2 separate regions of the Cricetulus griseus genome follow, and region 1 is linked to region 2. Evidence: chromatin contacts called from public Hi-C data. All regions are on one chromosome and are shown on one strand. The core of a region is the stretch at or near the end of the contact, and the rest is flanking DNA. Distances in the headings are between cores, read along the strand shown. Region 1 overlaps Rcl1 (RNA 3'-terminal phosphate cyclase-like protein). Region 2 holds the start of Jak2 (tyrosine-protein kinase JAK2).

Region 1 (6,918 bases), core at 2,914-5,413, 100 kb before region 2:
AAGAGTCTTGGTTTGAAAAAAAGCTTGACTATCTCTTCTGGCAGTTTGCATGTGTTTGACTAGAGGGAGCAGCACTTAAGTACCAGAGCTCAGAACGAATGTTTTCTCTCTTGTGTTCAGGCCCTCACTGGGAAGTCAGGGGTGCTGTGTTCCTCCTTGCCCTTGCCCCGCCCTGCTCTCATTGCTGTTTCTGCCCCTCTGTACTATTTGAGAAAATAGTCTACATGCTTGAAAAAAGTCTACATGTTTGAACTTTTTGAGGCCAGACAGTTTTTCCTCAGGATGATTAAATACTATTGGATGCCGTTGATATGTGAAGGGAATCTCTGTTTCTTTTAAACGTGAATATTGTTGACTTCCACTTGGTGACAGTATTTCTACCCTGTGCTCCAGAAGGTTAATTTTACAGTTTAGGAAGAAATTATACTTTATTTAAATGTTGGAGTAACATCAACGAACATGTATCAGTATATCATCGGGTATCTTAGAATGCTCAGAAATCATGACGGGATCAGAGCTGGCAGCCTTGGGTTTTCTACCTGTGCGTAGGCCTTGGGGTCTAGCCTGTGTGGACTCCAGTTCTGTCTGTGCCCGGAGCCACCAGGGAGGCTGACGTTGAGCATCTCTCAACCTCTGTGGACAATGTGGATGGTGGAAAGTGACTGAAGTCGGGGTGGTGAGGTACTGAGCAGCGTTCATGGCATCGTATCTGAGGAACTCAGATCCTGCCTGGACACCCCTCGTCTCATCCTAGTCCCTTCTCCCCATCCTGCCACCTTGAGCACAGGAAGTAAAGTCAGCTATGTATTGGCTATTGAACCATCAATAAATCTGAATCTATTACTTTTAAGATTTACGATTGCCTTCTAGTCATACTCCTTCACAGACTGTATGTTCTTATTTATTCTTCCCCAGAATCATGTAGGTAGCGTTTGTTTAACAGACACCGTGTTTACTGGGAGCAGAATACTTGTTTGATTGCTTCTTGTTTTTGTTCTTTTCTGTTTCTGGTCCTCGAGATCAAACCCAGCACCATATGCTGTTCAGCCAAGCAGTGCTCTGTCACCCAGCTAGACAGCCTCAGCCCCCTGATAATTCTTGAAAAACTATTTGTTTACATCATTTCCCCTTCTCCTGTCCCTCCCAGGACAGGAGACCCTCCCATGTACCCTTCCTTGCTCTCTTTCAATTCATGGCCTCCATCCATGTATGCACACATACACACATTAATACACAAATGTAGTCTGCTCAATCTGTATAATGTTACTTGTATGTATGTTTTCAGGGCTGACCATTTGGTATTGGATAACCAATAGATGTGCTCTTCCCTGGGGAAGACTATTTCTCCTGTTCTCCGCATTCCTTAGTCACCTCTAGTTCTTTGTATAGAGTTGAGAGGCCTGATGGGCTTTCCCCCCCTTTTCCTCTTTAGCATGTCTGTCGTTTTCCTTGTGCAGCTCATGGATAGGCAGTCATGTTGGAGAGACTCCATGTATGTGTGTAGCTTCTGACATTCCTAGAAGACACAATCTTACAGTAAACTCCCTGATCCCTTGGCTCTTAAAATCTTTCCTCCACCCCAACCCCCTTCCAAGATGTTCCCTGAGGCTTGGGTACAGGAATTGTAGGCATATCTCTATCAGTTGGGATGGGCTCCAAACTCTGCATTTTGATGGGTTATGGTTTTCTCTAATGGTCTCCATCTGTTGCAAAGAGAAATTTTCTTGATGTGTGAGGACCACACTTATCTCTGAGTATAGGGACACGTATTTAAAATGTAGTTAGGGACTATGGTGGCTCTCAGTTCTCCTCCAAGATCCATGACTTCATTAGCCATAGGTAGATAGATGGGTTTCCAGGACCAGGCATGGTTTCTCTCTTGTTAAACAGGAAGTTGTTTTTTGTTTTTTGTTTTTTGTGTTTTTTTTTTACATCTTTTAACTCATTTGGTTTTCACCAGAACCCTGCATGAGTGAAAAAGTAGGTGCTATTGTGTTCGTCATCTTAGGTGATAAGACATGTCATTTGCCAAGGTCATACAGAAAGCAAGTGAGGTTCTGACTGGGACAGTTCTGTTGGGGGTGCTGCTGTGAGCTCACGTAAGAGCTGGGGTCCTGTCCACTGTCTCTGGCTTCTCAGTGCTTTGCTGTTACAGAATTATCATGCTGCAGCTTTCAGAGGTCTTTAATCTCTGTCTGCTGTGACCCTTGACATCTTCAACTCCTTAAACCTTAATAATGACTTCTTTCCTTTAGGTATGGGAGTGGTGCGGTACAAAAGTCTTTGCCTTAAACCTCAGCTGCTCAAGGCTCCTTGGCTCACACAGCCAAGCACACTCATGTGACAGTCTCCTAGATATTGGCTTTGCTGGTTTTTGGGAGCACTTGCAGTGTCCCGTGCCTTACATTTGTGAAGTGCTGTGAATGTTGCACTGTCTGGTCACACTTTCTTTTTGTTGTTGTTGGGGTTTTTTTGGTTTTTTAAGACAGGTTTCTCTGTGTTTTGGAGGCTATCCTGGTATTTGCTCTGGAGACCAGGCTGGCCTTGAACTCAAAGAGATCCGCCTACCTCTGCCTCCCAAGTGCTGGGATTAAAGGCGTGCGCCACCAATGCCCGGCCTGGTGACACTTTTTATATTTCAACCTTAGGAGATGTTTGGATTATAGTAAAATAAGATGATGCCTGCTTTTGGAGAGTGTTGGCTAAACTCAGCCTGGATCCCTGTGTGCCAGCAGTGCAGCCAGCCTGGTTCTGTTTCCTGTTGGCTCTAAGCGAGTTTGGTAACATCATTCTTGGAGTAGAGTTTTAATGTTGTTGGCGTCAGGCACAGCACCAATCTCCAAAGCTGCGCTGTACTGACTGCAGGGGACCATGGGAAGCAGTCTTTCCTACTCTTGGGTCTTGTCCCTCAGCCTCTAGGGAGAACTCCTTACACCTACCATGTTGCTAAAGCCACCCTGGCGCACATCCAGGTGACGAAGAACCCTGCTGGACTGGTGGACCAGGAAGGAGCATTTTCTGTTGTGTCACCAGAAAGTGGCTAACCCATCACGGCCCAGGGCACTTGGAGGGGCTGTGTCTGAGCCTGTCTAGTTCTGGTTGTCAGGATTCTGACGGCAGGTGGTCTTTACCTGTTGACAGTGGCAGTGGGAACAACTGAGCTTTGGAATCTACAGAGACAATTATCTCTGCTTCCAAAATTCTCTGAAACCTGCTTGTCAGATAGACTGGAGGCTTTCGTAGAAAAGTCCTGTTTGTTTTGACAGTGGATCATTTTGTTCTGGAAAAAGAAAAAAAAAATAATTGCAGATTCAGGGAGATATTAAGATCCTTCACTCAAAAGTTTCATAAAACTCCAGTTGCCCCAAGTGACTTACCTAAAAGAAAAACTGCCCCTTGCTCTTGGATCAGTTTTCCCTCCCTCCTTCCCTCCCTCCCTCCCTCCCTCCCTCCCTCCCTTCCTTCCTTCCTTCCTTCCTTCCTTCCTTCCTTCCTTCTTTCCTTCCTTCCCTTTCTCTCTCTCCCTCCCTCCCTCCTCCCTCCCTTTCTCTCCACTCCCCCTATTGTTTTTTTTTTGTTTTGGTTTTCAAGACAGGGTTTCTCTGTGGCTTTGGAGCCTGTCCTGGCACTCGCTCTGTAGACCAGGCTGAACTCAAACTCATGAAGATTTGCCTGCCTCTGCCTCCTGAGTGCTGGAACTAAAGGCGTTCTCGACCACCGCCCAGCCTTAGTTTCCCCTTTCTTAATGAAGCTGTTTCTTTTGATTTAACAACAGCTGATTCCCTGATCATTTTTCAACTTCTCTTTTGCTTTTTAATATCCCAGCTACTGAAGATGTAGGGAGGAGGCTGGAGGTGAGAGAAGGGCATTCTGATATAAGCCTCAATCCCATCTGTTGCAGCTCTTCTCCTAAAGCTTGAGAGGTTGGCAGGACACCTTGTAGAAAGTCCAAACAGCCTTTGCTTTTCTTAACTGTTCCAAATGCTACAAATCCCTTAGGGCTGCATACACATAGGCCCACACAGTTCTGCATCTCTCCCAGCCTCCAAGACACCAAGCAAGCTGAAGTCCCCAGGAATTCTGCCAGCTCGGGAGGGTGTCTGGTTTTTAGAGCACAGTTGAATGATTCAGAGTGAAGTAACTGGGTGAGGCCCAGAGGGATGCTCGCCTCAGGCCTGTGTGTACACTGCAGCAGTGAGGAGACAGACCGTCTTCCCCTCAGTGTACAGACGAGGGGTGAGGTCCTGGTGTTTTCTGTGCTGTGGCCAGCTAGAAGCTTGGCCACAGATGGGGCTTGTTTATCTGTGGACTTCATGTCTTTGTTTTTTTTGTTCCCTAAGATGAAAAGGAAAAAGAAAAAAAAGAGAAAAAAAAAAAGGTTTCCCATGGTCAGTAAGACCAGAAAGCCAGCAGGGGGAGAAGTAACTTCCCATAATTACCAAGAATGTAGACATCATTGCTCAGTTACCCTCAATACCTCAGTTCTTTTTGGTGCCTTGTTACTGTGAGCCTTCAGTAGCAGGGAGGGAGTGTTGTGTGCATAGGCCATCACTGCTGAGATGCATAGATGACAGGCAGGGTGTCAGCACAGTTGTGGCAATAACTTAAGTAGTCCCCAGGCAGAGAATGTTGACGCCCACCAGAGAGGGAAGAGGCACGTGGACGGGTGTCGATGCTGAGAAAGCCTTCATGGCGGAGTTTAAAAATGGGCTTGTATTGTAAAGATGAAGGCGCGTGTTCATAAATGGAGGGACAGCGAAGTAGATCTCTGCTGAGATCTGGTTCTACTGTTAGACCCCCGGAAAACTAAGGTATCCAGGGTCCCAGGCCACAACTGCGGTCACCCCAATCACCAGGTGGATTCGAGGAGAGTTTGCTGCAAACTGCATGAAGCTTTATTGGTTTTTTTAATGAGCTAACCCCATGTTAGCTCGGGTCTTTCACCCACCCGCCATGGCGGATGCTTGCAAAAGACAACAACTAGGGCCTCCCGAGAGATCTTGTAGGGCAGCGTAAGGGGTGTGTCTAGGGGTACGCACAGGCTCACGATTGGTGTACCCCCAGGCTTGGAGGGCTTGCCTGTGTTGATTGGTCAACTGGTTGTTATGGTCCATAGGCCCTCCCAGGGTGGTTGCTATGCTCTGTGCGTCATTGCTGTGTGCTTGTAGTAAAGCACACCCAGGGTCGTAAAGGATAGCACCACCAGCTAACTTCTGATTGGTTCCTTGTCACGAGGCAGGCGTCTGACTTTCTAGTGTCTAGGACAAGGTCAGACAAGCACGTGTTCGGCCATTATGGCTGCCGAAAGGGGAGCTGGTCCCTTCACTACCAGGTAGCTTAGTGGTTGGTTCCTTTCTTGGAACATGCCAGGCAGCTCAGACGGGTGAGTTCATCAGCCACCCTTTAGTCTCCGAATCTTTCCCGTCCTGTGATTGGATCAGAAACACAGGGGAAGCACACTCCTCACCCTCTTCACCGAGGCAAACTTTAGTCTTAGTTTCATGCATAATTGACTAGGGATGGGAACCAGAATCACTACATTTGTTAAAACTCATAAGTATGTATTTATTTAAACAGCCATATCTAAGTATAATTTACATGGCCTTACAGTTTACCCATTTACAGTGTACAGTTTAACAGTTATTAGTATGTTCATAGAGTTGAATAACTATAGTCCAATTTTAGAACATTTTTATCACCCGGAAAGAAAGCCTGTGTCCATTTGTGGTCTCTGCCTGTTCTCCCCACTCTCCCAGCTCTCTGTCTCAGTAATAGTTTGTTCTTGTTGCTTTGTTTTTTCATGACAGGGTTTCTCTGTTTAGTCCTGGCTGTGCTGAAACTCTCATTTGTAGACCAGGCTATCCATCTTAGAGACCCGCTTGCCTCTGCCTGCTGAGCGCTGGGATTAGAGACGTGTGCCACCAAGCCCTGTAGTAAGAGTTCTTATTGTGACCATTTGAAGGTGGGGGTTCAAAATGAGTTCACCAGACCTAAGATAAATGATAAGTAGGTGTTTGTTAGATAAGGACTTACAGATAAGAGTAAATAACCACCCAGGTTTTCCTGCTCCAGAAGATACAGTCTCTGCTCTTCCGATGCTCTCCTCAACCCAAGAGAGTGTGCTCCAGCTCCTCTCCTACTTAAAGGGGTCACGTCTGCACCTGAAACCACGCCAAAGGGTGTGGCCACTGCTACAAGTTCACTAGCAAGGCAGGATGCCACTACAATCATTTCATGAAAAATGAGTCATATAATATGTGGTACTTAGTGACCAACTTTCACTTAGCACAATTTGCAAAGCTCGTCCATTTTGCAGCACGTATGTAGCATGTGGCACTTTAGAAAGCTGGGTAATACCCCATTGGATTTGACACATTTATCATTTCATCAGTGGGTGGACGTTTGGGTCGTGCCTTCCTTTTGACTCTTATGAACAGTGCTGTTACAAATGTATGGTTGTGCAGATGTTTTTCTAGGCTGTATGTTTTCTCTTCTCTCGGGCATGTATCTAGAGTTATAGATCATACTTTTGACTCCTTGCTTGCGTTTGAAGGGCTGATTGTTTTCCAAGCAGTGGTACTTTATATTGCTGTCAGGGCGTGTAAAGTTCCTCGTTCCCTGCCTCCCACCACACTTGTTTCTGGGTGGCTTTCTCAGTGCCGCCATCCAGTTGAGCATGAAGTGGTCTCTTGGAGCGGTTTTGCCTTTTCATTTCCCTCACAGCAGATGATGCAGAGCCGCTTTTCACGTGCTTGCTGGTCACTCGTGTGTCTTCTTTGAGAAGATTCCCCTTGGATCTCTTGACTGTTTTTTCTAATTGTTTTCCTAAATTGTTGTAAGAATTCTTTATATTTTCTCTTACTGCTGGAATTTGGGTGTTTCTGTTTCTTTTAAGAACTCTTAAGAAACTGTTCAGCA
Region 2 (6,335 bases), core at 1,139-3,638:
AACTCAGAATCTTCCCGTTCCAGCTCGCCTCTTGGCACAACTTCTAAGAACTATAAAAAGGGATAGAACTCAGGGGCTGATGTCACACAAAGGATTCGGTCTTGTTATGTTTGGGTGTGGAACGCAGCTCTGCTACCATGCTCTCCCACAGTGAAATGACAGAATCTTGCCCCCTGGCTCTACAGCCGGTGCTGCAGCCGACACTTGGCTATTAATTTTTACTTTTGAATCTGCCCATGCAAAAAAGGTCTAAATCTAAATATCTTATCTACCTCTTGCTTATCGTTTTCAAATGTCATTATTCCTTGGAACTCTCCCTTATTGTTATCAGAGAGAGGGGGTAACTTTGTGAAATGATTATCGGGTGGAACAAATCTCCAGCTATGCCACTACTAGGAATCATATCAAGAATTGGAAAGATCTCTGGTACACAGAGTAAAAAGGGCTCAACATTCAAGATTAGTACCGGCTCAGTCCTGCTTTATCGAGAGCGGTTTTCACTCTAAATGAGGACAAATAAGTTAATTTTTCTGTGTGGGCTGATAGAGGACTTGACTCCTATAAGCTTATCGAGCATCATCTATCTTTCCTTGCCTACCTTATCATTTTGCTTTGGTGACGTTTACTTAAAGAAACCATGCATGGTGTGGTGGTGCACACCTTTCATCTAAGCATTCCCCAGGCAAGCAGGAGGGTTTCTGCGAATTCGAGGCCAGCAAGTGCTACATAGTGAGACCTTGACTCAAAAATAAAAAGGAAAGGCAAAAGAAAATAAACCACCAGATGTAAGATCCGAATAACAGCATTATGTATGTAAGATGATGTGGGCGTTTTAAATGCTTCATCTCGGGTCGACAAACCCAGGGCTACGAGTAAAAAACGTCCCAGCCAGCTACTTCTTTGTCCTCTTACTATTGCCCCTTTCCTTTACTGTTTTCCATAGACAATTCTTAGTCCTTAAAAGTGCCAAACACATTCCCTTCTCCGAATCCTTGTCATTGCTAGCTCCTTGAAACCAGATAGTTCCAGGACTGGGCCATTCTCATCCTTCAAATTTCTGCTCAAATGTCACTCTAGGAGGTCTTTCCTGGTCATCCCAAAATAACACCTCTACTCACTTTCCTGTGTGTGTGTGTGTGTGTGTGTGTGTGTGTACATGTGACTGGCAATCACACACCCAGCGCAGTGAGGATTTAATGCATATCTTGTGGCTTCTACGAGACTACAAGCGTCAGCAGGACACAGAGTAAAGGTTGCTTTCCTCTCCTATCCTTGGGAGCCTGGTGCCTGGCAGGTGGTCAGTGACTTCTTGAATGAATGAATGAACGTGGCTCTCGGGAACCTTGCCAGTCGTTTTTTTCTCCTTCCACCCGCTCCTCTTCCCAGAAGTGGTGGCTCACTGAAGTCAGGCGCTCGGGTCTCAGTGGCCCGTGCACGGTGGCAAGTCCCCTGGGCGAGCGATTAAGGCAGGGAGGTGCGTGCACGTGGAAGCGAAAGCAGAAAGGGTGCGGCGAGATCCGGAGAGAAGAGTCTCCGCGGAGGCAGCGGCCGCCTACACTTTCAGCCCAGGCGCACCGGGGCCTTCCCGGCTCGGCTGACTCATTCCCAGCCGCCTCGTCGGCGAGCGGAGGCCGCATGCTCGCCCAAGGCAGCGCCAGCCCGCACCCGCCCCGCTCCTCCTCCTCCTCCTCCTCCTCCTCCTCCTGCTGCTGCTGCGCTGCGCTCACGCCCGGGGGCTGCCCCGGGAATCTCCACGCGCGCCTCCGCTTCCCGGGAGCCCGCAGCCGCGGCCCGCCTCCCCGCCCCGGCTCCGGCCCAGGCGGGAGGAGCGGCGCCGCGCGGGGGCGGCGGGCGGGCGGCGCAGGCGCAGTGGGGCGTGCCGCTCCCCCCCCCCCGCCCGCCCCGGACTGGCTTGCGGGCGCCCCGGGTCCGCTTCGCTAGGCCGCCCGCCTGAGGCAGCACCCGCCACGGAGCCCGCCGCGCAGGGGCGACCGAGCCGCGTCCCCAGCCGAGCCGAGGGGGCGTGCGGCCCGGGAGGGCGGGGACGGGCTCGGCGGTGGGCGTGGCGTGGGCTGCAGGAAGCCGAGGCAGAGCAGAAAGGGGGCAGCCGCGGCCGCCGACGGCCTCCCGCCGCGCTGACAGGCTGGGCGGGCCCGGGCTCTGGGCGAGCTCCGCGCGGCGGCGTCGGCGCCTCGGCCGCGGCCCCGGCTCCCGGAGGTGCCCGTCGGGGCGAGGGCTGCAAGGCGGCTGCCGGGACCGCTACTGCGGGATGTGAGTGCGGGCCGAGCCCGCTCGGGAGGGCCCCCGAGGGCCCAGCCTGGCGGCCGCTCGCCCCTGCACCCGGCCCGGGGGCTCCCTAGACCTCGGCCCGCCCGACGCGTCGCGGAGGAGCAGCCCCTGCGCTGCCTCGGGGCGCTCTTGTGTGGCCCGAGCCGTGTCGCCGGTGGGTTCAGTCCCTCGCTACGGGCTGGGGGCGGGAGTGGGGGTGGGCAGCGGCTCTCCCGAGGATCCCTCCTCCTGCTCTCCGCGTCGCCCCTGCTGCTGACAGGGAACTTCAGGGCGGGTTTCCAGCAACCTAGGAAGGAGTGTCTGGCTGTTGATAAATGTAGGCATCCCCGTGTGCCCTAGAACCCGATCCCCTCTTCCTTATCCTTCTGTAAATTTTTCTAGGCATCTAAATAGCGCCGGGAAGGAGGGGAAAAAAAGAGCATCTATTTGCCCTGGGTTTCTGAGGTAGTGACTGCTGCTTCTGTTTTCAGGTTCCAGAAACAGGCGACCGGAGCAAGATGTGAACTGTTTTTCCTCCCCAGAAGAAGAGGCCCTTCCTTCCCCTCCCGCGACGGTGAGTGTGAGAGCTCGGGGTTGTGTGGTCGCTGCAGTTAAAGGCAAGGGTGTCTGCGATCTACAAGCCAGTGCTTGCTAGGGAGGCTGGATGCTTATGTAGAACAGCGGGGCTAATTGTTGCTTACTCCGAACATGGGAGTGCTGAACTTTTCCTGTTGCTGTGGGAGAGTAATTGGTTGGTATTTATTGTGTTTGTCTCTTGGATCCTTTAAGAAGCATTCTTTGCTGGTTTTACAGTGCGGAGAAAAATAAATCGTCCCTTTCTCTTTAGGTAGCCCGAGTCTTAATTTCCAAGTAATAAGAAATACCTATTGAGGGGACACATTGGTTGTTTTTGCTGGGTGTCTGTTGTCACACCGAATGTTTCCTGTATTCACCTGCCTAAGCTTGCTTTGTCGGTTGAATGTACGCAGTCTGCTTTCCGGTTATTCATCTGTCAGGGGAAACTCCTGAATGAAAGGATAGGAGCAGCTGAGTGTGTCACAGAGGGGAGGAGAAATGTGGAGAAGGAAAACAGAAGTGGGAATAAGCGAGTCGGAGGTTGCTTTTGGTTTCATAATAGGTTTGTACAAGTGAGCTGTTGGCTTACTGCAAATATTCAGATACAATTCACAGCAGATTTGAAAATGAATCACCAGTTTTTGGTCTGCTTTCTCCATGTTCTTCACCTGTTTCCCATCCATCCCAAGTGTTAGGATCATTTGGTTGTGTGTGAATTTGCTTGTGTGTGCTACATCTGCAGACTGGATGTGTCCAGGACTTACCATCATAAGAGTATGTAATAGTGCCACAGAGCATTTACCTGTACAGGAGAGCTGCAGTATGTGTTGGCTAGATAAGCATTTAGGTTTATTTTTGCTTTTACACAGTGTTGTGGAACTCGTTCTGTAGACCAGGCTGGTCTGCTACTCAGAGATCTGCCGGTCTCTGCCTCCCCAATGCTAGGATTAAAGGTTTGAGGAGCCACTAACCACCACCTGGCTTGGATTTGTTTCTTTTAGTGTCTTTTCCTTTGTGATCTGAAGGTGTCTTCAATATGGAAAGTGAACATGATATTTTTTCTCTACTTCACCCAGATAGGTTATTCTTGAAAGATGGTATCATTTTCTGGCAATATAGGAAAGACCACTGGCTTTCGAGTTAGGTCTGAGTGTGTCGACTTGGTTTAGAGTGATGGTGTTCTGTGCATTTAACAGCTGTATTACTTAACAATTTATTTTCTTAGACGATTGTGGGAGGATTGATAAGATGCATGCAAAGTAGCAAATGGTTTGGCCACTTTCTGAAAGTCTTAGCTACTCATAGTTGGGCAGGTACAGGAGGTTCCTAGCTGGATGGTGCACAGGTCACTGACCAGTGGCTTTTCTTCCTTAGAGTAAGAGGAAACTGCATACTAGTGAATTTACAGCCTTTGTATGGAAGGGTTTGCCGCCTAAGCCCCATTGTGCTGCCCTCTTGTGGATAACCGTGCAAAGAATTTTCCTTTGCTCCTCCTCCTCCGTAGCACTGTTTTTCCTTTTTAGGCTCCTTCACTTCGTTCTCAGTTTCCCAAACTGTTTGCCAGGTACCTAGAGCACCCAAAAGCTCGGGCTTCCACCAGTTACTCGGGTATTTTCAGGATTAGAAAGCTCCATTCATGTCTACAGTGGTGTGTCTTTGTAAAGCTGCCTTTTCAGGGTTTACTCTGTGACAAGCAGCTATTTAGTGCATGACAGTTAGTGTGGAACAAGAAATGACAATACCAAGGTTTGAGGATTTGTTGGCATACCAAACAACACTAAACCCTAAGAATATTAATGCTAAGTTGTTTGAGCCTACTTTAGTATTTCCTTGGTTTAAAACGTCGGGAAGAAATTGCTAACCTTCAGGAGTTCCCAAATGAAGATAATTTGGAAACATCTTCATTTGGTTGCAATAGGCTTTTCTGATACAATTTTTGATCCAAAGCTAGTATCAGTTCATAGTGAATGGCTTAATGTAGTACTTCTAATAATGCCTGTATGATTTCTGCTAGGTTCTCACACTATAACTATTCCTCTTGTGCACTCGTTACTCTAGTCATTTCATAGCGTTTATTGTATTCTGCACAGGTCTCTTGCCACTGTGTTTTTAATGATCTTTTTGTCTCAAATGAAAACTATTATTTTTATTTTATACTACTGCTCTAATTTGGATCTTGAATGTCCTTCAAAGGCTTTTGTGTTAAAGCCTTTGTTACCAGGGTTTGGATTGCAGGAGATCGTGGACTAATGGGCAGAGGGCCGATGCTGTGATGCTGACTTCTCTGATTGCTTCCCTGTTGCCCTGGCAACCAGGTCTCTGCCCTTCTTACTTTAATAATACTTTGTTGGCCCCAAAGACAGTTTTTTGAGCCCTTTGCATTTCCCCACCCCACAATTTCATAGAGCAACTGCCTTGTGTTTGTACTGTCTGTGTCGCTGTAGGTAAAGCTTGCCAATATTACCTGAGAAGAATCTCCACTAGTAGTGCTCAGTGTGTTTGTCCTCACTTCAGGTTAAGCCCTTTCTTATACTCTCCTTGAGGCTTTATTAAGCTTTTATTCATTTCAAGACAGATTTTAGGTGGGTCCTCATCTCTTCCTAGCTACTGTAGAACTATCCCTTTCTCCAACGGTTCCTAAAATTACATAAGGACTTATTGAAACATATATTGTTGGGTTCTGTCTCCAGAGTTTCTGTTTCAGTGGGTCTGGAGTAGAACCCTTGCATTTACACTTCTTACCTGTTTCCAGATGAGACAATGATTTTCATCTGGGGACCACTACACTTCGAGAATCACTGATTTAAGCTAGGTTGTCAATATTTTTCTATTAAAGCCAGATAGTTTTTAAACTGTGTTGGCAAGATTGTCTCTTTTGCCAGTCTACAGTGGTGCCTATGTAATGCAGAAAAAGTCACAGGTATTACATAAATAACTGGCATGCTGTGTTCCAGTAGAGTTTTATTTACAAAAAGAGCAACTGGCTGAATTTGGCATATAAACTAAAATATGAAAATTTCCAATATACGTTATTACATAATACCACATTCTGAGTGAGTTACTGCAGGTCTTTTCATTCATTTAGTTGAGAGTAAAACTTATTGAAAGAGATGTTTGTCTTTTTAAAATTCTTAAAATTTATTTTCTTGAGCAAGTAACACATACAACTTTTATAATTCAGAAGTAGTATTTTTGTCATTTTGTTTGAGAAACAGAAGAGGGATTGTTGGATTAAAAGTGGTATGTGTTCCTGATTGCAGCACACAGATATTGCCAAGTTAGTGTAGAAACACTAAATGCTTTTTTATATCTCTACTCTAGTGTTTTCAAGTGGTCTGATTCTAGCCAACTGGAGACCTGAAAATCATCAGCTGATCATTTAACTAGCTTTCAGTTCTGTTTTGAAACCTGTATGTTCCAGACCCATGCTGTGCAATTCTTTCTACACTCTGTTTTTTTTTTTTTTAACACCCTGGTCCCTGCGAATACTG

The links. A called contact is a pair of places that touch in the nucleus more often than the background predicts.
Region 1: a contact with region 2 is called in a Hi-C map of the CHO-K1 cell line, with 2.4 times the contacts expected there. The contact joins the enhancer-like site here to the promoter of Jak2 in region 2. A contact is called at or near these places in 2 of 8 Hi-C or Micro-C datasets (the CHO-K1 cell line and fibroblasts).

What each region holds. Positions count from the first base shown.
Region 1 is chr3:32,322,331-32,329,248 of CriGri-PICRH-1.0, reverse strand. All of the region lies in intron 8 of Rcl1 (RNA 3'-terminal phosphate cyclase-like protein), which reads left to right. Among named protein-coding and RNA genes, the nearest start is that of Mir101b, 4.7 kb to the left of the region's middle. Within about 2 kb of position 4,163, at least 3 of the 6 cell types and tissues checked have open chromatin away from gene starts, as enhancers often do. A contact at or near this core is called in the CHO-K1 cell line and fibroblasts, where this site is marked.
Region 2 is chr3:32,216,582-32,222,916 of CriGri-PICRH-1.0, reverse strand. Jak2 (tyrosine-protein kinase JAK2) reads left to right here and starts at 2,388. Exons shown (of 25, transcript XM_027406441.2): 1 at 2,388-2,443; 2 at 2,760-2,842. It overlaps LOC113834776 (putative uncharacterized protein FLJ46214), which reads right to left and starts at 3,527. Exons shown (of 2, transcript XM_027406821.1): 1 at 3,434-3,527; 2 at 1,938-2,575. The coding sequence starts at 3,527. The coding sequence ends at 1,938.